Regions from separate parts of the Sus scrofa genome. Here region 2 is linked to region 1. The links are chromatin contacts, called in public promoter capture Hi-C maps. All regions are on one chromosome and are shown on one strand. The core of a region is the stretch at or near the end of the contact, and the rest is flanking DNA. Distances in the headings are between cores, read along the strand shown. Region 1 holds the start of STK10 (serine/threonine-protein kinase 10). Region 2 overlaps STK10 (serine/threonine-protein kinase 10).

Region 1 (7,857 bases), core at 1,943-4,442:
ATTTTCTTCTTTACTTTGTCAATGAGGCATCTTTTTTTTTTTTTTTTTTTTTTTTTTAACAGCCGCACCTGGGGCTTATGGGGCATATGGAAGTTCTCCGGCTAGAAGTCAGACTGGAGCTACAGCTGCTGGCCTCCACACAGCCACAGCAACCTGATCTGAACCACGCCTGTGACCTCCTCCACAGCTTGCAGCAACACCGGATCCTCAACCCACTGAGCAAGGCCAGGGATCAAACCTGCATCCTCACAGAGACAACATCGGGTCCTTAACCCATGGAGCCACGATGGGAACTCCCAGTGTCTTACTTTAATAGCTTTTAGTCCTGGGTAGAACCATTCTTTTATTCCGGGATAAACTTTTCTTGGTCATGATGTTTTTATTCAACTTGGTTTTCATCTTACCAGTATTTTCCCCCCATCTATTTCCTATGCGAAATAGCTTCAATTTTCTTTTATTATCCCTACCTAGGGTAGCAAACCTCATAAAAATGAGTATATTTCCCTTTTTTCTATCTTCCTAAAGAATTTATACAGGGTGTTCCCATTGTGGCTCAGTGGTAATAAACCTGACTAGTATCCATGAGAATGCGGGTTCAATTCCTGGCCTTGCTCGGTGGGTTAAGGATCTGGCATTGCTGTGAGCTGTGGTGCAGGTTGAAGATTTGGCTCAGATCTAGCGTTGCTGTGGCTGTGGTGTAGGCCGGGTGTGGCCCTAAAAAGCAAAAAAAAAAAAAAAAGAATTTATGCAAAGGGAGAAATTATTTGTAAAACCACATAACAAGATGTCCATTCAGTGGGGGCACACTTCAGATTTTTGATTTATTTCTTTATCGGTTATTAGCTTATTTGGGCTTTTTTTTCTTATTGACATTATGTATCTTTTACATATCATTTATCATGTGTATGTTTATATATCATTTGTTTATAAAATGTATATTTTCTTTTACATGATTACCCTTTTGATATAGATTAAAATGTATTCACATAAAAATGTTTAAAATATCATTTTATGATTTCAAAATCTCTATGGGACTGAATATTATGCCCTCCTTTTCATTTTCACTGTCTTGGTGAATATTTTTTCTTTCTGCAACTTTCTTTTTTCTTTCTTTGACCAGCCTTGTCTATTGCAGAGATAGAGCTGTGGTTTTGTTGCATCCCTCTGTTTGATTTCTTACAACTTTACTTAGGAATAGTTTGCATATCATAAAATTCATCCATTTCAAGTGTACAATTCAGTGATAAAATTTTTTAGTCAATTTGCCAGGTTATCACATCCTCACCATAATAATCCAGTTTTAGAACATTTTCATCGCCCCAATAAGACTCCTCATGTCCATTTCAACCCAGCCCGTGGCAACTGTTAATCTACTTTTATTCCCTAAGGAGGTGCCTTTTTTAGGCATTTCATATAAATGGAATCATAGGACGTGTGGTCTTTTGTGTCTGGCTTCTTTCCCTTATAACATTTTTGAGTGACGCTCTCCATTTCTGATTCTCTTTTCATTTTTTCTGGTGCTGTTGTAGAGCCAGTCTCACAGAGTCCTGTGTGGCTGTGCCCAGCCTGGGATGAACTGGCCGGGGACTTCTAGTCCTTCCTGACTGCCCTGTGCTAAATGCCTCCACTTCCCAGTGGGAAAGCCTCCCAGTGGTCCCCCTTCTCTTGTCATAGTGTTGGTCAAATAGACTGAAACTAATGAAAAGGCTGCCTTCCAGCCTGTTGTGGGAGGTTTAGATGTGGGCTTAGTCAATGAGGGCTCAGTCTTGGGCTGTGTTTTCTTCTTTTAGTGAGAAAGACCCTCTACAATTGCAACCACTCATTGAGTTGTGGGGACATTTCAAAATGCTTGGCAACTTTTGCTCAGGGTGCCCTTCTTACAGACCACCACCAGCACCCCAGCCTTCTGTGGTTGGCTTTCTACATTTGGAACTGTAATTGGTGTTTGCATACGGCTCAGGGAGGGCTGAAAATATCTCCACACTGATGGTTCTCCACAGGGATGGGGACAATTGGGGTATGACTTTCACTCAGATTGCATTTGCTTATGAGGGAGAGTTACCATAAGAAGATTTACAGGCTGCCCAACCCTCCGGACTTGCTACTTGGAACCTACTTAGCAGATTTAGATAAAAGTATAACCGTCCTAGGGAGTTTCCTTTGTGGTTTAGCAGAAAAAACGAAACTGATAGTAACCCCGAAGAGGCGGGTTCAATCCTTAGTCTCACTCCATGGGTTAAGGATCCAGTGTTTAGGCGAGGTGCTATGGTGTAGGTCGCAGAGGAGGCTCGCATCTGGCGTGGCTGTGGCGTAGACCCGCCGCTGTAGCTCTGATGAGACCCCTAGCCTGGGAACATCCGTATGCCACACCTGCGGCCCTTAAATACATACATACATACATACATAAAAGTATAACTGTCCTAGAGACAATAGTGGCAGGTGAAAACGACCAGGATCGAAGATGATGGTGGTCAAAAGATTTCGGTTCTACGTACGGGGAGCTTACTTAGAAAAATTGGGAAATTAAGAAACGTTTTACTTAATATGCAAATATATCTGAAGATCCCTTATGAAGCATGTGATAAACTCTCAAGGAGCTCTTCTCCTAGCCCAGCAACCCTGGCCGGTGGATCACCATGGGGCAGAGCCCCTGGGAAGCAGGAAACCAGCCTGGGCCTCCAGGGACTCACCCACGGCCGCAAGGGCGCAGCATTTTCCTCGCTAGGAGGCAGCATCGCGCCGAGGAACCGGCACCGGATCCACCAGCAGGATATGTAGCCCCGGACCGGTGCCCTTCCCGCCTGGCGCTCCCAGCTGAAAAGTGGGCGCGAGCAGAGCAGCCTAGCGGGATGGTTACCCGGCGGGTTAAATGATTAATGCCAGTTCGCCTTCTTGGTCTTTGGACAACAATCAGTGGGCACTCGTGACAAGCCAATTCGCTTCCCCTCCTGCTCCCGCAGAAATTTGGGGAGCCATAAGAGGCGGCGGGTCTCCCAGACCCGGAGGGGTCCCGGCTGAAGGGTTTCCTCAACTCCCCAAAGCCTGGTCGGTGGCTCGCCAGCTCGCGGCGCGCGGGGGGAACTACAGTTTCCAGAGTGCCCTGCGGCGATGGGCGGAGCCCGGCAGCGCCCGCAGCCAATTAGGGGGTCTCTGGGCGCTGCCGAAGAGCTGCAGGTGGAGCCGGGCAGGAGGGCGGGCGCGGGGCCGGGTACCCGGAACGCGTCCCGGGGCTGGCGGGTTGGGCGGGGGCGCGGCGCGAGCCGGGCAGGCATCGGGAGGCAGCCCGGGGACAGGACCGAGCGGGGGCGGGGACCACAGCCGCCTGCGCGGTTCCGGGTGCTCCCGCGGCGCTGAGCCCTGGGCGCACTTGACCCGTGTCCGGCTGCGGGGAAGGGCGGGTCTGGGGAGAACCCCAAGCGCCGCGGCGTCTCTCCAGCCCTTCCTCTTCGCGGCCGCCGGAGCCACAGCCCGAGCCCGAGCCGGCGCCACCTCGCCCCCCGGCTCGCGTGCCCCTAGCCATGGCTTTCGCCAATTTCCGCCGCATCTTGCGCTTGTCTACCTTCGAAAAGAGAAAGTCCCGCGAATACGAGCACGTCCGCCGGGACTTGGATCCCAACGAGGTGTGGGAGATCGTGGGCGAGTTGGGCGACGGTGCCTTCGGCAAAGTTTACAAGGTGAGGGCGCTGGGGTGTGGGTGGTTCGGGGCTCGCGGAGCGGTTCCGGAAGGAAGGGGCGCTGGCCCTGGTTAGTCTCGCTCACCGCTCGGGAGAGCGCAGAGGGGCTGCTTGGCCCTGAACTCAGGTTCTTGTCCTGGTGACCCTTGTTCTTTGGGGGAGGGGGTGCCCACGCTCAGCCCGACTGAGTCTCTGCGCACCCAACTCCCTCTCTGGGCAAGGCTGCTGCCCCGGGGCTAAGTTTCTGAGCACTTCCTGTGCGCCCCGCACGGCTCTCGGCTCTCGGCGCCGCAGGGGGAGACAAAGGGGCGCTTATAAGACTTTAGCATCCTCAGATGAGGCATCTGCGCTAAAGCTGGGATACTAGGTATACTTTTTAAGGGACGCCACCCAGAAGCTGTGAGAATGCCGAGGCGATGGGGACGGAGAAACACAGCTGCAGCTGAAAGGGTTGTGACCGGTGAAGTTGGGTAGGCACCTGAAGAGAAGCCAGAGATGCGAGATAGGAAATCGCGGTGGGGGGTGGGGGGAGGTGTAGAGTTCGAGGTTAGGCTTGGAAATGTGGACTGGGGCCGGCAGAGGGGTAGGTCAGGGCCTCGTGAATCCGGCGCTTGGGGGATCAGATTTGATTCTGTAGATGAGTCACAGCTGGGGAGTCTCCCAGGCTGCAGTCACCTTCCCTTAGGGGAATAAGAAGCGAGAGAGCTTTTGTGGAGGGGTGGGTGGGGGCAGAGCTGATTAATTCTAGACACGTTTGCCGCAGGTCATTGCCTGGTTCCCGGTGCTGTGAACAAATTCTGAGTTGCTGAGTCGCGTTAGGGACCCAAACACTTAGGACTTGACTCCACCCTTTCCCTGATTTCCTTTCGCCCAGGAAACCCTATGCTGAAAGAGACCCACATGTTAAAGCTGGTGGTACCTCCAGGAAGGCATCCCCTTCCCAAGTTACCATCCCCAAGCTGCAGGAAGGAAGGGCTCCTGTAGTTTGCAGGCCACTCTGACCCCAGGAATGTCTTTTGAGGAGGCTGGATCCCAGAGACGGTTTCTGTAGGCGCTCTGGTCAAGACTTGCTCTCTTTGCCTTGACAGTGGTGGAGCCTCGTTACCCAAGTGTAGTCGGGGAAGGAGTAGCATGAGCATCACCTGGAAGCTTGGAAGTGCGTTAGAAATGCAGAATCTCAGGCCCTACCCCTGACCTCCTAACGTAGGGTCTGCATTTTGACAAGATCCCTAGGCAATTGCTAAGCCCTTGAAGTTGGAGAAACACCGCTCTAGAGGCAATTTTGAGGCCACCCAAGGCCCCTCCGGGTGTTAGTTTTGTTACCTTACCACCTCTGAGCCAGCACTTCCTGTTGCAGGGCGGAACCATCACTGGAGCAAAGGTTCTGCGGTTGCAGAGGCCTCTGTGACACTCACAGCCGAGGCTCTTCACTGCCTTGATTTGCTGCTCTTTGCTGCCTGAGGGATCTGCACGTAATCGAGGGCAGCCAGCACTCCCGCATCTTTTCTCAGAGCTGCTGTCCTCGGCCTCATGGCTCCCCCCTCCCCTTCCCTCCCCCCACTCCTGCCGGTGTCCTTGAACGGAGCCTGCTCTTCCAGGTGTGCTCCGACCACCATGAGTGCAGCCAGACCCTTGGTCAGCTCCAAACATCCTCTCCTCTCTCCAGAAGGTTCAGTTGGTGTCTTTCTTTCTTTCTTTTTTTCTTCTTTTTTGGCCCCTCCGTGGCATATGGAGTTCCCAGGCCAGGGATCACATCTGAGCCAGTTTCAGCCTCTGCTGCAGCTGCGGCCATGCTAGATCCTTAACCCACTGGTCGGGGCATCAAAACCAGAGACGCCGCCGATTCTGTTGTGCCCCAGCGGAAACTCCTCAGTTGGTGTTTTTAGTACATGCTGTTGGCTCTCATTGGTGTTTGTTCTGTTAGGGGCTGGCTTTCCATTACAGTCTCGTCCCTGTCCCCTAACGAATCCTGGCTTCATATGGTGCATTTTCTTTGCAACCTAAATGCAGAACTTTGTTTCGAGGCTGGTAAGATTTCTCCATGTCAGTTTCGGTTGTCCTTTCTGTCTGCGTTAGTGGTCACACTCCCCTGTTACTCTGAAAGTTTCCTACAAAGGAGCCCTTCTGGTCCACAAGTTATTTTGTCTCCTCCTGCTTCTCCAGAGCACGTGGACCCTTTGAAGAGTGAGTCTAGCGCTCAGAGTCGAGAGCTGGCTGCACTGCAGCTCCCTCCCCACCACCTCCCAACCCAAGATTTTCACCTAATTATGTTCAGGAAAAGCTAGACCGGGAGAGCTGTGTGATGGCTGATATACCTGAACAATTTATGATGTTACCTGGCTGGCCTTAGTGTGTGACCCTCTGATCTAGCCCAGCCTCATGTTATGTGTAAGAGTATGGGGACCCAAGGAAAGGAAGGGACTAGAATCCAAGGCTCTGGATTTAGTTACCAGCCAAGGAAAACCGGTCTTGGATCAGAAGTCCCTGTGACCTGTGTCTCCCACCCTGGAGAAGTGGTGCTTACTCAGCCCCTCTCCCCCGCCTTTTTTTTTGCTTTTTAGAGCCGCACCCATGACATATGGAGGTTCCCAGGCTAGGGGTCGAATCGGGGCTACAGCTGCCAGCCTACACCACAGCCACAGCCAGATCCTTAACCCACTGAGAGAGGCCAGGGATTGAACCTGCATCCTCATGGATCCTAGTCGGGTTCATTACCACTGAGCCACGGAGGGAACTCCTTACTCGGCCCCTTAGAGTTGAAACTGAAGCAGGTGTTACTTTACTAAAGACTCTAGTCCGGGACCGTAACTCCCTCCCACGTCCTTGTTCCCTGGCATGGCCGTCTTGGAAGCGCAAGCCAGGGGTTCCTTCTAGGTTTTATGTCTGGGACCAGAATGTCCCCCTCCCCCCCTTTTTTTTCTGGCTGCCCTGGGACATATGGAGTTCCCAGGCCAGGGATCAGACCCGAGCCACAATTGCTACCCACCTGTATTGCAGCTGCGACACCACCAGATCCTTTAGCACTGTGCTGGGCCAGGGATCGAACCTTCCTCCTGGTGCTGCAGAGATGCCCCTGATTCCGTTGCACTGCAATGGGAACTCCCAGAACGTCCATTTTGACATGGCACCTTGGTAACCAGTTGGCTGTGAGCTGGGGAAGGGATGCCAGGACGATCTCCTCTCCCTATGCTCGAACGAGCAGGTGTTTCTCCTGGCAGCCTAGGTGGCGAAGGCCTTCCTGAGAATTTTCCTGGTGTACGAAGCCATAGAATCGAAATTTATCAGAGGCTTGTCCGGTGAGGACTCCAGTTAGCATTTCCTGATGAGTATCTTGCAGAGGCTCAAAGTCTGAGCATTAGTGTCTCTTTCCCCCTGTTCTTCCTGGTAAGCCACCCGTTCATCTCAGGAGAAAAAGAAGAGCGTGGGATTGATTTTGTGCAAAGTCAAGTTCATTTTCACCTCCTCCCTAAGCGATTTCAGATGACTTCAAAAGAAAAATTGTTTCATTACTAGATCTGAAGTCAAAGTCACGAGCTATGTAGTTTCAAAATTCTTGTCCTTAAAAATAATCTTTATTCAGAAGACAAGGCAGAAGGGGGAGTGTTTGCTGTCATGTGGCATGGAAAAAAAACCGCCTTTAGCTGTGGGTGAAACCAGGTGCTTGGGCGCTGAACACAGGGAGTGTGTGGTTAAGGAGAGTTGGGTTAAGGGAGTTCCCATCGTGGTGCAACGGAAATGAATCCGACTAGGAACCCTGAGGTCGTGGGTTCGATCCCTGGCCTCGCTCAGTGGGTTAAGGATTCGGTGTTGATGTGAGCTGTGGTGTAGTTCGCAGATGTGGCTCGAATCTGGCGTGGCTGTGGCGAAGGCCGGCAGCCACAGCTCCCATTAGACCCCTAGCCTGGGAACCTCCATATGCTGCGAGTGTGGCCTTAAAAGGACAAAAGCCAAAAAAAAAAAAAAAAAAAAAAAAGAGTTGGGTTAACAGGCTGAGATGATTTTCCTGCTTCTTAAAAATCGCTTTAGTTTTGATCTTATGTTGTCTAAGCTTTTAAAAGGTTTCTGATTTGGGGAAACTAGGAATAGAGTACAACATTTTTGTTAATTAAAAAGAAAAGTAGCAGAGTTCCTGCTGTGGTGCAAAGGGATCACGATATCTCTGTAGTAGTAGGAACTCTGGATT
Region 2 (7,046 bases), core at 2,715-5,214, 84 kb after region 1:
TCACTGCGTGTGTGTATAGTATAGAATGCATTTTGCACTGTGTATCTAATTTTCTCATGTGCCTTTTATTCATGTGTAGAAAGATATGTACAGTGGTATTCAGTGCAATAATACTTGTAACAGCAAGAAATCAGAAATGATCCAATTTACTCCAGTAGAGAATTACTTAAAATAAATTATGGTACTGTCTGGGAGTTCCCTTCGTGGCTCAGTGGTTAATGAACCAACTAGGATCCATGAGGCATGGGTTTGGTCCCTGGCCTGGCTCAGTGGTTAAGGATCAGGCATTGCTGTGAGCTGTGGCGTAGGTTGCAGATGGGGTTCAGATCCTGAGTTGCTGTGGCTGTGGTGTAGGCTGGCAGCTGTAGCTCTGATTCAACCCCTAGTCTGGGAACTTACATATGCCTTGGGTATGGCCCTAAAAAATAAATAAATAATGGTACTGTCACACAATGGAATCTTCCTTAGCAATTGAACTTGCAGGAGTTCCCGTTGTGGTTCAGCAGTTAATGAACCCGACTAGCATCTGTGAAGACGTGGGTTCGATCCCTGGCCTCCCTCAGTGGGTTAAGGATCCGGTGTTGCTGTGAGCCAAGATGTAGGTTGCAGACGTGACTTGGATCTGGCATTGCTGTGGCTGTGGCATAGGCCAGCAGCTGTAGCTCGGATTAGACCCCTAGCCTGGGAACCTCCATATGCTGCGGGGGGTGGCCCTAAAAACCAAAAAAAAAAAAAAAAAAAAGAAAGAAAGAAAGAAAAGAAAATTAAGTTGCAGAAAATACATAATCTCTGGTGAAGATATATATATATATATATATATACACGTGTGTGTGTGTGTGTGTGTGTGTATATATATATACACATACTGTGAAGGAAAGAAAACAAGTTTCAAAATAGTATGTTTAATCTGATTTCATTTTTAAAAGCAGCAAATAACCTGAAAATGATCTATATTGATCATTTAAATATATTTTTATTTACATATATAATTTTTATTCATAGAAATACATTTGGAGCTCTGTGCAACACACTCATAAGAGGTTATCTTTGCCAGGATTAGGGAGGCTTTTTATTTCTGTAAATGTTTGAATTTTTGATGAACAGCATTGCCTTGGTGATAAGAAAAATATATAAATGAATGAGTACAGTCCTTTAAACAGTTAGAAATAAGACTTATAAAGAAGGAAACGAGTTCTCACTGTGGTGCCGGGTGTCAAGGATCTGACTGCAGCGGTTTGGGTTGGTGCGGAAGCGAGGGTTTGATCCCTGGCCCCGTGTAGTGGGTTAAGGATCTGGCGTTGCTATAGCTGCAGCTCGGATTTGATCCCTGGCCTGTGAACTTCCATAAGCTGTGGGTGTGGCCAAAAAAAAAAAGAAAGAAAGAAAGAAAAAAATGAAAGTCCCTTCTAATCTTGCCAGAATGTACCACTGTGGGCCTCCTTCCAGCCTTTTTTCTATGCTTAGAAAGATGGGACCAGAGGATGGCAAACAACATAGACTTCGTGTTGCATCTGTCCTCAGAGCCCAGCGACTCTTGGCAAGTTACTGAATCTTTCTAAACTTCATTGTCCTTATCTGCAGAATGGGGGTGATCATTGTCCCTGCCTCAGGGGTCATAGATGTAAATGATATGCATAGGAATAGATATGCTGATGAGATGCAAAATGACATGCGTAAGCCTCTTGACATAGTGCTGTATACTTGATAAGTTCTCAGTAAATATTGGTTTTTATTAGAGCAACTTATTTTTTTTTTAAAAGTTGTGGTTGTAGGATATATATAGATAGTTGACCAATCAGCTTAAAAAAAAAATGGGATACTATCAGAACCTTTTCCCCATATCCTTAAGTATTCCTCAGAAACATGAATGTTTAATGTTTTTCTCATATTCCATCACATGCACAAACCATAATTTACTATGAAACCCCCAAAGTTGGATAGTTAGACCTCTTGTGAGGTTTCTCATATTATGCTCTAATAAGTCTAGTGACAGGCACACTTGTTCATGGGTCTGTCTGCAATCACGCCTTTAAGAGGGATCCACAGAAGCAGGATTGTTGGGTGTGTGCAACGTTTCAGGTGGTGTTGATACCAGCGTCCAGTGTGCCCTTCCTGCTGGATGCACCAGTTTACACCCCCACCCCCTGCCCCAGCTGAGTGTGAAGTTCTCTCACCACATCCTGGACCCCAGGGGATTTTACTTAAAAAAGAAAAAACAAAAACAAAGCCCCACCATCCCCCCATCAAACTTTGCCATATACATTTCAGCTTATTGAACCATAAAAGGGCTGTATGCTCTCCATCAAAAACGCTTTCTAGGAGGAGTTCCTGTCCTGGCTCAGTGGTTATAACGAATCTGACTAGTATCCATACGGATGTGTGTTCAATCCCTGGCCTCGCTCAGCGGGTTAAAGATCCAGCATTGTTGTGAGCTGCGGTGTAGGTTGGAGACATGGCTCAGATCCCGTGTTGCTGTGGCTGTGGTGTAGGCCGGCGGCCACAGCTCCTATTGGACCCCTCGCCTGGGAACCTCCATGTGCCGAGGGTGCGGCTGTAAAAAGAAATGTCAAAACAGATACAATTGGAATTCATACTGTGCATGTTTGCCAGCCCTGCCGCGGGGACAGCATGTTATGGACAAAATTCCAAGTTAGTATGCACACGGCAAGCTCGTTTTTTTAAGGGCTGCATATTACCTCATGGTTGGGGTGAGCCCAAATTTATAGAACTGTCCCCAACCAGGCTCCAACCTGGGTTCTTTCCGATTTTCCACTCTTTTGAATAATGCTTTCAGGAGCTTCCGTGTATGTGAGAAATCTGGTTTGGGGGCATCTGCTTCCAGAGGGAGAACTGTCGTCAAACATGTTTTTTAGGCATTCCCATCATAGCTCAGTGGTTAATGGACCTGACTGGGATCCATGAGGATGCAGGTTCAATCCCTGGCCTCGCTCAGTGGGTTAAGAATTCGGCCTTGCTGTGAGCTGCGGTGTAGGTCGCAGACGGTGGCTTGGATCTGTTGTGGCTGCGGCTCTGGTGTAGGCTGGCAGCTGTAGCTCTGTTTCGACTCCTAGCCTGGGAACCTCCATGTGCTGCAGGTACAAGCATAAATAGACAAAACAAACAAACAAAAACATGTTCCTTAAAACCCAGGTTTGTCATTTTTTCCTGTCCATGCACTTGTTCCGTTGCTCATTTGATTGGCCTGCTGAGTCCTTCACGTGGCAGATGTGATGCTGGGATACAGCTCTGGACAAAGCAGCCAAGATCTCTTTCCTTGTGGAAATGATAGTTTACGGAGTCCCCACCACCTGCTGCCCTTGTCCTGATTCTCTTTGTAAAGGAGGAGAAGGGGAGTGGGGAATGTTTTCAATGGGAGATTCAGCCCGAAGAAAATCCCCTTTGAGGAGTTTCCATTGTGGTTTAGCCCCTTAAGAACTCAACTAGTATCCATGAACATGTGGGTTTGATCCCTGGCCTCTATCAGTGTATTAAGTATCTGGTGTGGCTGTGGCTGTGGTGTAGACCTGCAGCTGCAGCTCTGCGATTCGACCCCTAGCCTGGGAACCTCCATGTGCCACAGGTTTGGCCCGAAAAAAAAAAGAAAAAAAGAAAATGCTTTCGAATTGGCCCAGGGTGGGCAGCTACCTCTCAGGGGACACAGCTTATAAACGCCATTCAGGGACCACATGGCAGGGGCCACCCCTGCCCAGGGATGGCCGGATGTTCCAGGTTCCAGGGCTGCAGGGAGGGGCTGCCCCGCCCTCCTGGCCCGGCCCCAGAAGAGGAAGTAGCAGCCACCCAAAAGCTGGCAGGCCCTTGCTTCAGGGAGGGCCCTGGGGACCAACTGTGTGTCATTTTGAAACTTGGTGGTTTCTGCTTTTCCCCTCCCTTCTCCGGAAGGGGCCAGAGGGCACTGTGGTGGCGGAATGGCCAGCTCCAGCCTCCCTCCTAGAAGTCTCAGCCTGGGTCTCAGAGGCTGTTAGTCTCCTGCGAAGATTTCCTGGCTCGGTGTGCCAGGCATTGTCGGGTTTGCAGGGGAGCCAGGCCCACGTGGGCCTGGCAGGAAGGAGGTGAGCCCGGTCCCCCATTCTTGCCCAGGAGCCCAGAAGGCTGGTCACTTACTCAGGCCACCCAGGCAGGCAGCAGCAGAGCCCAGCCACTCACCTGGCTTTCCTGGGTTTTACCTCTCGCCCTGCAGGAGCTGCTGCTCCCACCCTGCAAGGCCACACTCCCCACCCGCAAGAGCCAGCCTGTCCCAGGAACCCTGTCATCAGCTGACAGAGTGGCTCTTGTCTGGTTTTCATGGACCAAGGCTCAGAGACTGGGTTTCCTGACCACTCCCAGCAGGGGGTCTCAGCACAGCTTCCTCCTTATTTCAGACTGAGGATCTCAAGGGCGACAGCTCAGGTCCTGCGTAGATAATTCGAGCCTTTACCGAGAGCCGGGCTTGGAGCTGCGTGCTTTATGTGTGACATTGAATCCCCATGCCACCCTACAAAGTAGTTCTCCAGGCGCACCATCCCTGTGCGACAGGCAGGGAAATTGAGGGGCAGAGGTTTGGTGCCAATTCTGACCCCGCCTGGCTCCCCCCTCCCCTCGCCCCGATGCAGATCCACCTGCTTCCAGCCGAGCTGCTCTGCCCCTCCTGGGTCCTCCAGCCAGCTTGTTTCCTCTGCCTGGAAATATCTTCCCCTAGACCTTGCCCTCCTGTCTAAAACAGCCATCCACCCACCCAGCGCTCTGTCCTTTTGTCCTGCCTTAGCCCTGCGTGGCCCTTCTCATCACCAGGAATCATGTGCTGTTAGGGCCTGTTCCTACCCCCAGAACAAGCCCCACAAGGGTGAGGACTTTGGGTCCTCTCTGTGCCTGAAACAGTGCCTGGCACAGAATACTTGGTCAGTGAGGGAGTTCTCCTGTAGTGCAGTGTGCGAAGGGTCCGGCATTGTCGTTGCTGTGGCGCAAGTTCGATCCTTGGCCCCGGGAATTTCTGCGTGCGATGGTGTGGCCAAAAAAAAAATGGAATAAAATACTTCAAAACTTTAAAAGCTATAAAAGATTCCATCCTAAGTGTGTGCATCACACTCTTCAGTTGGTCACACTCTATTTTCTTACTTCTCCCAATTACCTAGTTCATCTTGCTCTGTGTGTATATATTTGATCTGCCATCCTAAATCCTTCTTGGAAAAGAGAGGATATATTATATATTACATATAAGAAGTTATAAATCACTCCCCAAGCAATTATGGTCATTTTATTTTACTTTTTTGTCTTTTTTGGCTTTTCAGGGCCACACCTGCGGCATATGGAGGTTCCCAGGCTATGGGACGAATCAGAGCTGTAGCCTCCGGCCTACACCAGAGCCACAGCAACGCGGGATCCGAGCCGCATCTGCAACCTACACCACAGCTCATGGCAACACCAGATCTTTAAACCACTGAGCAAGGCCAGGGATCAAACCTGCAACCTCATGGTTCCTAGTTGGATTTGTTTCTGTTGCACCACGACGGGAACTCCAATTATGGTCATTTAAATTTGTCTTTATTGTAATGGCATTTCAATGAACAACTTTATACATACATACATATATATAAATTATTATATATATAATTCTCATACATTACACACACACACACACACATACACACACATACACATATATTTTTGCCATGCCTGTGGCATGCAGAAGTACCCAGGCCAGGGATCAAACCTGAGCCACAGCAGTGATGACAAATCCTTAACTTCCAGGCTGCCAGGGAATTCAGTGCATATTTTTTTTAATATATATTTAAGATTATTTCATTAAGGCCGATTCCTAGATTTAGGTATTTTTACGGTTCTTACTTTTTCTCACCAAGCTGCTTTTCTTGGCTCTTCACTTTATATTCTCATTAGCAAATAGGAAAGTGCATGTCTGAATACACTCTTAAAGTGGTGAATATATATATATTTTTTTGTCTGTACCCACAGCATATGGAGGTTCCCAGGTAGGGGTCAAATTGGAGCTGCAGCTGCTGGCCTACACTACAGCCACAGCAACTTGGGATCCGAGCTGAGTCTGTGACCCACACCACAGCTCCCAGCAACGCTGGATCTTTAACCCACTGAGCGAGGCCAGGGATCGAACCCGCATCCTCATGGATGCTAGTGGGGTTCATTAACCGCTGAGCCATGACGGGAACTCCGGTAAATATTATTTTTTAATGATCAGTAATTGCTAAGTAGAAAATGGTATCTGGTAGTTGATTTGAAACCTGAACCTCTGAGTCCACACCCCGGGGCTGTGGGTGGAGGAATGTCCATCGAATACTCTATCTGAGATTCCTGTCTTGCAGCTGACTTTGGTGTGTCTGCCAAGAATCTGAAAACTCTGCAGAAACGAGATTCCTTCATAGGAACGCCTTACTGGTGAGTCGTGGAGCTTCTGGGAATGGAATGGTGGCCAGAACTTCCACCTCCAACTCCCCACGGTGACCTCTGGCTGGTCTGGAGGACAGAGGACAGGAGGCAGGGGCTTCCGTGTCAGCCCGCTGGGTCTGAGTCCAGAGGCCCCTTGACTAGTTGCTGAGACCTCGGCCCCCTTGCTCAGCCTGGGCTTGTGTGCCTCAGTTTATTCATCTGTAAAATCCAGGGTACAGTTGCGCTCACATGGTGGATTATTGTGAGGCTTCAATGGGCTGATGCATATAGAAAATGCCCCATTAATAACGACTGAGCTCACACCTCCAAAAAAGCGTTCTTGATTAATTCATGGGTTGTGTGCCAGGCACGGAGCTGGGGCTGTGAAAATGAACAGTCCAAGTTCAGCTCCTACCCTCTTGGGAGGTCTTCCCAGACTTCTTCAGTCCGTTGTGTTTTCTTCTTTTCCAAAACTATTACTTTTTTTTTTTTTTTAAACCTCTTTCAGTTTCATATCTATCTACTTTCTGTTTTTCATCTGCACTAATTATTTCCCATTGTGGAGTTAGTCTCTTTTCTTGCTTGCTTATCGCTTACTCTTTCTTTCTCTCTCTGCCCTTTTTATTCCTCTTTGTCCCCATCTCTCCCAT

The links. Promoter capture Hi-C pulls out the DNA fragments that hold promoters and counts their contacts.
Region 2: a promoter capture Hi-C map of liver shows a contact between it and region 1, with 13 times the contacts expected there. The contact joins the enhancer-like site here to the promoter of STK10 in region 1. A contact is called at or near these places in 5 of 5 promoter capture datasets (fetal liver, fetal skeletal muscle, liver and 1 more), 35 of 47 Hi-C or Micro-C datasets (adipose tissue, alveolar macrophages, blood and 17 more) and 2 of 2 datasets of contacts at active chromatin or transcription factors (alveolar macrophages and skeletal muscle).

What each region holds. Positions count from the first base shown.
Region 1 is chr16:52,000,576-52,008,432 of Sscrofa11.1, forward strand. It overlaps STK10 (serine/threonine-protein kinase 10), which reads left to right and starts at 3,193. Exons shown (of 19, transcript XM_021077114.1): 1 at 3,193-3,674. The coding sequence starts at 3,519.
Region 2 is chr16:52,084,132-52,091,177 of Sscrofa11.1, forward strand. It overlaps STK10 (serine/threonine-protein kinase 10), which reads left to right. Exons shown (of 19, transcript XM_021077114.1): 5 at 6,333-6,405. Among named protein-coding and RNA genes, the nearest start is that of STK10, 84 kb to the left of the region's middle. Within about 2 kb of position 3,965, at least 21 of the 83 cell types and tissues checked have an H3K27ac peak or open chromatin away from gene starts, as enhancers often do. A contact at or near this core is called in adipose tissue, alveolar macrophages, fetal liver and 4 more, where this site is marked.